Linked DNA regions of Xenopus laevis: region 2 is linked to region 1. Evidence: chromatin contacts called from public Hi-C data. All regions are on one chromosome and are shown on one strand. The core of a region is the stretch at or near the end of the contact, and the rest is flanking DNA. Distances in the headings are between cores, read along the strand shown. Region 1 overlaps pik3r1.L (phosphoinositide-3-kinase regulatory subunit 1 L homeolog). Region 2 has its middle 21 kb from the start of LOC108695724.

The links. Hi-C and Micro-C count contacts between places; a contact is called where the count stands out from the background.
Region 2: a Hi-C map of the XTC cell line shows a contact between it and region 1, with 5 times the contacts expected there. A contact is called at or near these places in 2 of 4 Hi-C or Micro-C datasets (the XL177 cell line and the XTC cell line).

What each region holds. Positions count from the first base shown.
Region 1 is chr1L:203,251,995-203,257,972 of Xenopus_laevis_v10.1, forward strand. It overlaps pik3r1.L (phosphoinositide-3-kinase regulatory subunit 1 L homeolog), which reads right to left. Exons shown (of 15, transcript NM_001092069.1): 2 at 2,273-2,365; 3 at 1,671-1,745; 4 at 377-508. Among protein-coding and RNA genes, the nearest start is that of pik3r1.L, 29 kb to the right of the region's middle.
Region 2 is chr1L:203,649,794-203,655,771 of Xenopus_laevis_v10.1, forward strand. No RefSeq gene overlaps it. Among protein-coding and RNA genes, the nearest start is that of LOC108695724, 21 kb to the right of the region's middle.

The DNA.
Region 1 (5,978 bases), core at 1,482-3,981:
TGGGCATCCTTGTATTATTAGCATTTCGTTTAAGAAACGGTTGAAATCTGTGTTTTGAAATACTTTTGTTATATATTTCTATGAACTGTTGTGGCTCAATAATAACACAATGTGACCTGCTTTTATTGACCAAAAATGTCTTTTTATTCAGTTTCTATAGAACTTCAGACATGAGTGCCCTTTAGAAAGGGATAGTTCACCATTATGTTATATTTTAGAATGTTATAGAAGATCCTAATTATAGCAGCTTTTCAACTTTTTTAATAGCTATTTATTTCCTTTCTATCTTTCCTTTAAGTATTCAATGACAAAAGTGATACTGCATGTAAAGATGGTTACACGTTTATATTATGTGCCAGTCTCTTGACAAACTTACCTCTGGCAGCAGAGAGCATTTCACTGTACATTAAAGCTGGAATGACAGGATTTGGCAGATCCAAAAGGTAGCGCTTTAAAGCATCTGATAGAATTGCTATGTCAAACTGCTCGAAATCCACTGAAGCAGCATCTGTAATGTGATAATAAATAAAGGAATCAAGCCATCTTGAAATAAAAGGTGTTAATACATCATGTTGTTCAAGAAATACACAGTAACTACTGGCAGTTTGCTATACAAAAGGGCCAGGTTTTAGGAGCAGATTTGGACAGGTGGGTGTTTTACCTGTAAATATTATGGGTAACAGCAAGCAAAGGAGGTGATCTCTTGCAAAAAGGTGAGAAAGCTGCCTGAGGCACGAATGACTATGTCCTAAATCCTCAGTCACAATATCTCCATTATAACTGCGTGGCATGTAAACAACATTTCAGATTTAAAACACCTTTCTACAGGAACCTGTTGATGCGGTTTAAATCAGAAACGTTGTTTCACCTATACCATGTTACAAAACATAAAAGTAGTTTTAATGATGATATGCCAGTCGTATATGGTTCACGTTGAACACAGGTATGGACTGCACCTATAATACTGCAGGGCTATAATCAGCAGACAACACCCTAAACAAAGCAAAAGATAAAAAAAGGTGGAAAAGTACTGCTGTTAGAGTCCTGCAGCGGGTCGGGTACACGCGGGTTACCCGCAAAAACCTGTGGTACCCTGTGGGTTGTAGATAGAAGTTTCAGGATTGGGTATAGACACGGGACGGCGGTTCTCCGGGTTTGTGGGTCTTCCCAATAGCGAGTTTTACTCCTTTCTTTCTGATCACGCCTACTTCTAATGATGTCACTTCCAGTTTACAATGACTGCACTTCCTGTTTTACTCCTTTCTTTCTGATCATGCCTACTTCTAATGATGTCACTTCCGGATTATAATAACAGCACTTCCTGTTTCTTGATGGTCAGGGGTCAGGTTGCGGAAAAGGTATTTGCGGGTCGGGTAGCAGGTGCAATTAGGTAATTATGAGGGCTGCGGGTCGCATTCAGGTTTAACAAATTGGTTCCACGCAGGACTCTAACTGCTTTATAATGTAACAGCAATTCTTGGAGTTAGGCAATATCATATTAAAGGAACATATTGCCATCTACTGGTCAGAATGCCCAATAGCTTCTAAGATGTTAATATGCCGAAACACAAACCTGAAAATATAAATCACTGTTTCGCTGTATAAACTATTGACTAAAGCAGATTTTGCAGGAGAAATATTTCATTCCTAGAAGGAGACAAGGTACATACCATACTCTAGAATCTGTCTCAGTTCAGTCAAGCTGCTGGAACTTTGGGATCTGTATAATGTTGCAGACTCGAGACCTAGGAGACAGCAATAGAATTATTGTTCTTTATTTATATAGCCTTAACATATTCTGTAGTGCTTTACAGAGATTATACATCATTCCTATCAGTCCCTGCCCTGGTGGATCTTGCACTCTAAGCTCCTCAACACATTCACATACACTATGGTCATGGTTATATATAAACGAAATGTCGGATTTATGTACTAGATAAGTTTTTTTGATGAAACCGTAAACTTTAAAATGAGGGTTCATATAATCAGGTTTTTCCAGGATACTAAAACTGATTTAAAATCTGGGAAATGCTCCCATTGATATGCATTAAAACATGAAAGGAAAAAAAAAAGAAAAATCCATTAAAACTTTAAATCAGGGTTTGACTGTACAGCTATATAAATTCCTGTCTATCTATACATATATTAATATATATGATAAATAGGAATCACAATTCAGCAGAGTAACCATACTTTGGAATCATATATAAAGTCGGCTTTTAGGGCTAAAGAGTTAAATGGTGATTGAAGTATTTTGTTCCAAGTGTATTACCTTTCTTTTCAATGGCTTCTATGAGCTTGATAAGGAGCGGAGGGGCTGTATCAGGTGGTGAGAACTGTTCGGTCAGGTCGGGAAGTGTAAAAGCTGCGGAGAGGAAAGGAAAGGGTCATTAGTCCCAGCTGAATGGCGGTCCCTGCCAACAAAACTCTAGTTAAACGTTAAACCTTGAACAAACATTTTATCAGATAAGCGTCTGAACTAATGTTATACATAACACCTCTGTCCACCAGTCAGTAGGAGGTTCCATCACCAAAAAGATAAAGAGCCAAATATTAGTAATAAAGTGGAATGAGACAGATAAAAATCATATAAGCCAACATTTTAAAATGTGTCACTTTCCAGTATTTACTTAGAGCTGCCAGTAGAGGGAGCCACACACCACCCCATACAAGTCATTGCGCACTTAAGAAATGCCTGGGCTGAGAAGGCTGGGAATTGCAGCAGACACTGCTTGTATTCACGGGATATAGAACTTTAAACTACAAAAAGAGGAGGCGGGGGTAGAAGGCTGTTCCTTAGTGAACATTACTATTAACCGAGAAACAAACAAATATTTTTGAGGTTTAAATTCAAAGTCCATCCTGGAATGCCCAATCTACGCATAAGGCAGCAGAGGCTGCTCTCTATATTGTTATATGAAGCTCAGGTCCCACGAAAGCCCAGGGCTTCAGCCAGAGCAGCAGGGGGACAGTGATCACCAATGTGGCTGCTGGATGTATAACGCAGCCCCAAGGAAAGGTTATGGCTGATGAATTTCACAAACTCTAAGGGCTATTCCACACGGGGAGATCGGCAGGCGTTTGCGGTCGCGGCGACAAAGCGCAGCGCCAGTCGCCGCGACCGGCGCAGGCGACAGTTTTGTATGGGCGCCTATGTAAAAACGCCTGTGCTAACCACACGAGGCGATGCGCTTTTCAACAGTCGCCTGAAAATGCCTCGCCAGGCTTTTTCAGGCGACTTTTGAAAAGCGCATCGCCTGGTGTGGTTAGCACAGGCGTTTTTACATAGGCGCCCATACAAAACTGTCGCCTGCGCCGGTCGCGGCGACTGGCGCGGCGCTTTGTCGCCGCGACCGCAAACGCCTGCCGATCTCCCCGTGTGGACTAGCCCTAAATGCAAACCAGCAATATGCAAAAGCAACCGCTCTCCAGCGATAGCAATGGCTGAAGGATGCTGGGAGCTTTTGTTCGTGCACAGCTGGAGTGCCACAGGTTGTGGGTCTCTATTATAAAATAATGGCTTTTGAAAAGGATGTTTATAGAAAGTGATCTCTGCTCAGTTTCCAAGCAAAATACATCTGTTTCTTTAATAAACATCCATTTATTTGCACCGGAGAAAGGCAATTGCTGTTTAGAAGAAATATACCCCAGCCCGTGGTAACGTCTGCAGCCAAGTGTGATAACCAGACTCTCGAGAGGAGCAACGTCTGTGAGCCAGTTGCCCAACAAAAGGAAGGTCCGGCCTCAGCATCACTCTGCAACAGCAGCTGCCAGCATGCAACAATGTTGCACAAATACAAACAAACTGCCCAAAAGGAACAAAGTCCAGCTGAAACAATATCAGGCTACAACAGGAAGTTACGAGGATCTGAATCTGCCTTGTGAGCTACAGACCTGCAAGTCAGACACATGTCCCAGGCAGGCTCAATGGCACACAATGCACAACTGGTAAACGCACAGACTTTCTGGACAACTGGCTTCTAAAATACCTTTAAAAATAGATTATGAATCTTCAAAAGAAACAGAATAAATAAAACAATAACTCCACTTAATCCTATACAATTCACAGGCAAATGTCTCCCTCTCGGCCCATATGTTCCTATGCCGCTCAGAGACCTGCTTAATCAGTGATGGAGCCAAGACCAAAGTGCAGGTGAAGCACTCTGATAGATTAATTTCATGCACAAAGGCATCATATGCAGTTATTTAACAGAGCTGGGAGATTGATGGGAAATACCACATGCTAGGTCATTGAATGCACTCAAGACTTTTTTTTTTTTTTTGAAGGAGTGGATACATTTAGATAGTGATGGAGTAGACTCCAGCTTTTGTTGAACTACAACTACCTCAACTGATGGTGGTTATTGGGAGCTGCATAGGTTGATGGTTGAAGATTAACCAAATGTGAGAAAGTGATGGTGATATAAACATAAAGTGCTGGGAGCTGTAGCGAGAGCAGGAATCCCCAACCTTTTGAACCCGTGAGCAACATTCAGAAGAAAAAGGAGTTGGGGAGCAACACTAGCATGAAAAATGTTCTTGGGTGCCAAATAAGTGTTGTGATTGGTCATTTGGTAGCCCCTATGTGGATTGTTAACCTTTATTGAAGCTCTGTTTGGCAGTACACCTGGTTTTTATCAACCAAAACTTGCCTCCAAGCCTGGAATTCAAAAATGATCACCTGCTTTGAGGCCACTGGAAACAACATCCGATGGGTTGAAGGGCAACATGTTGCTCATGAGCTACTGATTGGGGATAACTGAGCTGGAGGGATAGTCACTTAAATTTTATAAAAAAAATCTATATCTCAGCATTTAACAGGCAGTTAGTATATTGTAGTAGTATATTAGTGCTACAGGTCTGCTCCAAGCACAGTCTGCAGCCAACATCCCTGGCATTTGCCAGTGTCAGGAAAAAAGCTGAAAACCCTAAAGGTATGCAATCTCCCATCCGGCAGCTGAAGGATTCAAGCAAAGGGCTCATTACTTCTCCGCTTTGATGGGTGGTTCAAAATGGAATTCATCCTAAAAGCAGTTTAAGCAAACAGCCAGTTTCATAGCTGTAAATGCAAATGTGGAATACCGAAGAGGGCAGCTGAATGGTGCCTTTTCATTAAAAGAGGCAGACAGGAAATGATAATTGCTGAATTGTGGAAAATAGCACCATTTTTGGCAAGTAAGCAGCTGAACGAAGCCTGAATTCATGGAAAAGAAAGAAGGCAGGCCATTATAAAAGCAGCGGCCTAGAGAATGAATAGCGTGCTCACAGTGTATGAGCAGGAAACCGGAATACACTAACACACACACACACATTCTCTGCTTCACTGGGCTTTTCTTTGCCATCCTGCGGAGGGTCACACCGGTGGGGATGCATGGAACGCTCAAATAAACATCAAGTCAGACGCTTGTACCTGCAATAAGTATCTTGGCTTGCTTGCAGTTATGCTGGAACACTGACTGCAGCTTTGGAGCCCCAAATCCTCCTTTGAGAAACTTAGCGACTTTGTTGATTCCTTTGCTGCAGTCCACAATCAGCTTTTCACTGAGAGCGATCATTTTGCCCCCTGTGTGCAGACGCCAGGCACAGTAGAGATAACCATCAGAAGAGAAGCTCCTTGCTCCAACAGGAGGACAAGTTTGATTGTAGCCACCTCCAGCAGCTTGTAGAAAAAGCAGCTGATGACACGTTAGCCACGCAGCATTTTCCACCCGGAGTCTATTTTTACTTGCCATGGAGTGACAGCAAATCAGATGCCTCCTGAGCTCCTGATGCCCTCCAATCCCCCGGCTCCTGTCTCCTGGTAAGAGCGTGGCTTGCACAGAAAGGCCAGAGCCGATGGCATACCTTGCATTGAAAGCCCTGCCAACATAGCGAGAGTGCAAGACGAAACCGGCTCACAGCTGCACCTTTTGGACAGGTTTTCACCAGAAAGATATTATAAAGCTAATACATGGCATTAGCGAGTGGAAACATAAAGC
Region 2 (5,978 bases), core at 1,413-3,912, 400 kb after region 1:
CCCCTCCAATAGGGTCCTGCCTGTGTTAAGCCCGGGTCATGATGCCACTCCTCCTATCCTTGTTGCTATCCTTGGCATTATTGTAATATAAGTCAGTGCCAGCCCCTCTGGCACTGCAAGGGGGCATGTACAGACTGCCCTAAGAGCATTTCTTCGCACAGCCTGCTGGTTTCAGCAAACTTTGAGGAAGGAGAGGACAGGGGATGGACTATTTCTATACAGCAGAATATGTGGTCCAGGGCCCCTCTAACCCCCCCCCCCCCCAATTCTCCACAAGCACAAAGTTGGCTGTATTTTAGTTATGCCACTGGTATATGTATAGAGGAGCATATACCTACATATAGTTAGGCCAACTAGCTTTCCACCTTCAAGAGTGTGTAGTCACAAAACAGAAATTGAACCCTGTAAGTAACAGCTATTCAAGGCAGGAAATCAATGCAGGGTTCCCTTCAGTGCTTGAATTGGAGTGAAAAAAGTGGAGGGATGCTCTGAGTGTTGGTTGTGTCCCAGAAACATAAGCCAAACCCATTGTTATAATAAGCCTCACTCACCAATACCAGTGGCTGAACTACCGGGGGAGCAGGGGGTGCGAGCGGGCCAGGGCCCGCACCCCCTCAGGGCCCCCCGGCAGTCCGTTCGCCGCTGAACATGCCGGCAAATGCGGCCGTACGGAGGGGGCGGGGCCCGGCTGTGCGTCACGCACCAGGGCCCGCCCCCCTCTAGGATCGCCACTGACCAATACTTTATGGTTTCACCCACTTTAAAGCAAAATCATTTTGCTATTTCCATTCTGGTATTTCCTTCTAATGCGCAGTATAATGCCCAGTATGCATAGATTTACCTAAGTATGTGACCTTTAGGGACCCCAAAGCGAAAATTGTGCATATGACTTTTCTTGGCAGTCAGTCCAGCTTCTGCACAGTTTCTTGCCTTTGTATTGTGGTATAACAACCCCATCATATACTATAAAACCCAAGATTATTTCATATACAGTATATCAATCTCTCACTATTACTTAATCTGCTGCTGCTGTTTAATACCTTCATTTTCTCTTTTTGTTTCCCCTGTTTTCTTCTTCTCCTCTTCTTTTCTCTATGACCCTCTCTGATGCCTCCACCTTCTTTATATGTTAAACGCTTCTCTATCTCTTCTCTATTTTTCTCCCAGAAATCTTTTCTCTCCTTTTATCTTCTATATATTTAACTATACTTTATTTTATCTCTGCATTTTATTTGTATGCAGAAGTGGAGAGGAGCAAAAGAAAGTTCCAGGATTCAAAACCCTCGCATCCCCTCTGGGGGGGATGATATTTCATAAAAATAAAGAAGTGAAGGGATCAGCATTCCATGCAGGTGTAAGTCAGTGGTGTGGTAACGCCTCCCCCCTGCAAAAAATCTTTGGGGGGGATACAGACTCCCCCTGACAGCAGCCCTTATCCTCTCCCCACAGCCTGCATGTGAGAACAAACGTTGAGGAAATAGAGGGGAAGGAGGTAATTCTATTAAGCAGAATGTGTGGTCCTGGTCCTCCTGTCTCCCTACGACCACAGGGCCTGCTGTATTTAGGGTATTTAGGGTTGCCACCTTTTCTAGAAAAAATACCGGCCTTCCTATATTTATCTTTTTTCCCTATAAATAACATTGGGATCAACCATCATTTTTACTGGCCAGGCCAGTAAAATACCGGCCAGGTGGCAACCCTAGCTGTATTATAGTGCATTGTATAACAGATGCTGTGATAGCCTGGCTACCTACTGGGAATACAACAGAAAACAGTGGCAATTAAATGTTGTAAAGTATTGTTCCTTTATGCCAAAATGTGAATAAAATCCAGTCATATTTTAGAAGTCACCTCGGAGTTCCATGACCTGTGTAAGTCATGGAACTGCTCAGTAAATTATAAGATTCTTATATTTTACAATTGGGGGTACTTTATTCATTATATATATAATACACAAAAGCCATGAATATCTTGTAAATGATATCCTTATAAACGGTGAGTTCTGATGTCATCAGTTATAAACGGTGAGTTTTGATGTCATTTCAGCCACTAGACTCATTGAAATTTGTGTATTATAATAAATAAAGTACCCCCAGTTGTAAAATATGAGGATATTAGAAGTTACCTATTAGAAGTTACCTCGGAGTTCCATGACCTGTATAAAAACACTCGGCGTTGTGTTTTTATATGGTCATGAAACTCCTCTGTAACTTATAATATCCTTATATTTTACAAGAGGGGGAACTTTATTCACTATATATATATATATATATATATATACGCAGAATTTTTGTGTCCCATAAAAATACCAAACACCTTTTATTATTTTTACGAAAATAGCATAACATTTCGCTTTGTATTTTGCCGTAATTATGTGGTTTTCAACTATTTTGATTTCTTCCAGACCATAAGTTTTGAATTCTGCTTTAGCCGAACATTTTTTTCCCGAAATAGCAATTTCCACTGTGAAATGCCAGGGCCTTTCGCTCTGGGGCTGATTAATGCTAAAATGGATCCGGACCACGTGCAGTTCCACAGCATGGAGCACTTCTGTGCCTCTCTGTGTCCTGCAGGCAGCTTTTTGCTTTGTGAAAGAGTTAAGCTGCCTGAGCTGTTGATCTTGCATTAGATCCTTGTTGGAAATGAGACCATGTGCCCCACCTCCCAAAACAGCCAATGAGAGGAAAGCAGGAAATGGGGCAGACACAAAGAGTGTGCATAGCAGGATCCATTCTGTGCTGATAGTGTTTATCACAGAACAAATAGGGACACTGTGTATAGGAGATATTAACAAGTCATAGCAGTGTCAATATTACACCAACCTTACACTCTACAGAAACCCTACTTGCCCTGTTAAAACAGATCAAATATTTGGCTATTTGAGGTAGAAATATTCTTACACGCAGGCTCTAGGAAATCAGCGCCAATGTCAGCCATTTTACTGCATATTTGTGTCCAATTATTTCTTGTTTTTTTTTTTTTTTACAAGCCCAGAAACAAATAAAACTCAATCCCGTGAATTAACAAACGTAATAATTGCCATTTTCACGGCCCGCAGAATTCCCGGGAGCCCTGAGGAAATAATAATCTGGGATTATGTCAGACTTTTCGGAGAATATGGTTTTACTTGTCCCCGAGGCCTTTCACATTTTAGATACATGAAAGGAACCACTCCCAGGTTCAATAATGTTTTTCTAGAAAAAAAAAGAGAAACTGTCAAAAAAAAGAAACATTAATGTTTAACAAGTGAATATTTATATAAAGGAATCTGTGAAATTTCATGGAGTCGTTCCAAGTACAACAGCAACGAAGGGGTCATACAGAGAGTATTCCACGCTCAAAGCTATTTCAACAGCACCATCTACTGGAATGATCTAATATCACCTGTAATTATAATGGAATCTAAACCAGAAAGTGCCTTATTGTCTATTAAAGATATATACAGTATACACTTCTATTTAATATTAGATTTGTGATCTATGATCAGGGTTGGACTAGGCCAGGAAAAAACTCTGCGGGCTTCGGCCCAGACCTGCTCCCCCAGCTGCCACTAAATGAGCTGAATGTGCTGCAGCACTCGCATGTGCAAGCAGCGGACCCGGGAATTGGAGATCGGAAGGGGGTCCCAGGGGTCTGCCAGGAGGGCCTTTCGTTTGCAGCCCCAGTGGGCCCCAGTCCAAATCTGTCTATGATAAACTATATGCAATAACGAAAGGCAGTGATGAAGGGCCATGCGGTCCCGAAACGTTTGATCTTGTGGACAGTATTGAGAGCACCATGGAATAAAGCTTAGGATCCCCCCATTTGATGCATAAGAATGTATTGGCTATTTTCATTGTATGATAAACTATAACCATTTTTTAAAGGGGTTGTCCTCTCTCCAGCTTTCTAATGGGCGTCACTGACCCCACCTAAAAAACAAATAGCCTACAAATTTATCGTTATTGCAACTTTTTTGTTTGTTAGGGTGACTTCCACTGGAACTTACTATTATTTGCAATCTACCACCACTATTACCCACTTACCCAGTGTCAGACTGGGGGGCCCGGGGCCCACTGGGGCTTCTGTCTCTGGGCCCCCCCCTGCAGACCCTGAGGGCTGCTGCCTCAGGGCCTCCCATCCGGTAACCCTCCTCTCAGTGTGCGCACTTGTGCACGTACTGTTTGGATGTGGCAAAAAACTATGTGCACTATTGCACATGCTCGCCCCCTGACGCACATGGGCACTTGTGCACACGAGCGGCAGCGAGTTTGTCGGAAAGGGAGGCCCTGAGGCAGTAGCCCTCAGGGTTCGGAGGTGGGGCCCTGAGATAGAAGAGATCCTGGTTGCGGATCTGGGCTGGCGGGGCCCACTAGAGCCAGGGGCCCATCAGGTATTTTTCCCAGTGTCCTGCCGGCCCAGTCCGATCCTGCACTTACCCCTACCCACATCCTTACTTCCCCACATGTTTTGGATAATGAAACACAGTCCTCAAGGCCATGATATCTTTGAGATCTATAACAGACAATGGTTTACTCTTTTTCCAAACTGGCAGTTGTTAGTGTAGATCATAAAAAGGCAACAATAAGGGGCATTTTTATTATGCTGTATAAAATTAAATTCGCTGATAAAACGGTGTAAAAAGTTGTGTAAAAATATGACGAAAGGTGTGTTTTAAAAGCCAGATTTGTACTTGGTGAGTACCACCTGGAGAACTCTCCCGGCTATATCTCCTTGGTGGAGCACAAATGGCTCTTTTTAGCTACCCTATTTACCTCCCCACTCCTAAGAGGGTGCTAATAGAGCATCTGCTATCCACCATCTACACCTTATTCAGGGGTCGCTTTCTCGGACTTCAATTTAGTTCCTTATGGCACAAAGCTTCTTACTGGGCCCTTATGCTCTAGGCTCTCCAGAACATCTACCACTGGCACCTGGTGGAGTCCAAAGAGGAAGAGCTATGTGCTCCCTCCCCTCATATAATATAAGGACAGGAACAACTCACACTACCCCTAGTCAGAAATGAAGTCACTGGGTGGTACCTAATAAACCAGCACCCCCAGTTATTCAGACTTTCCTTGTCCTTTAGGTATTAGGTTCTAACCTTGGTCTTGCATGAGACATTGTGCTCATGCATAAACCAAGGAGACACAGATATCCTAGGTTATATCGACCAATAAATGGACAGAGCTGTGTCTTTTATTCCCACAAATATCAAATGCCATCAAATGATAACTGCAGAACACATGGCAAACTTCCGCCAGGTAGTGGATCAGTCAAGGCCCTCTAAAACTCAGTACCTAAGATGGCTGTGGCAAGACCCTCCAGGACTGGGTTCCTGGGATTTTACCCGGTACTCGGTGGTAGAGTCTGACCTTTGTTCCACCTGCTACCTTTTTTCTACGTGGTACAACTTGCACTATTTAAGCACAAATCAGTTACTGAGCCCAGAGTAGCTCATTCATCAACACTGGGCATTATTTCACATGTGCAGTAACATATGGTAACCTATCAAACTTTTGCTTTCATTGTTCTACCTGCAACTGGTTGAAAAACGGCAGCCACTAATCGGTTGCTATGGGTTACTGCCCAGGTACAAATTTGCCCATTGTTGATAAATTAACAATGAAAGTTCTTTTTAAAGGATGCTTATTATAAAACCTTGTAAGTGGATTAATGTATTAGGGAGTGAAAGTGTTTTGATAAATATGGCATATTGGATCCTGCGCACCATCTTCCAAATTAAGTGAATACTTGGGTGGGTCAAGTCCACCTGAAACCAATTGCCTAACTGGCAGAAACTTAATTCTGATACTGGCTTTTGATATTGGCAATGTACAAAGTAAAACTATATTCAGCCTAATATTTATTGGAGATGGCAGCCTCAAGGTCTTATGCATTATTTGATCATTTTAGTTAATCTAAACAACTATTATGTGGGATGTGCTAAATCAGGCCTATGCAGATGTGTGTGAAACCAGATGCCAAAGGATTGAGTT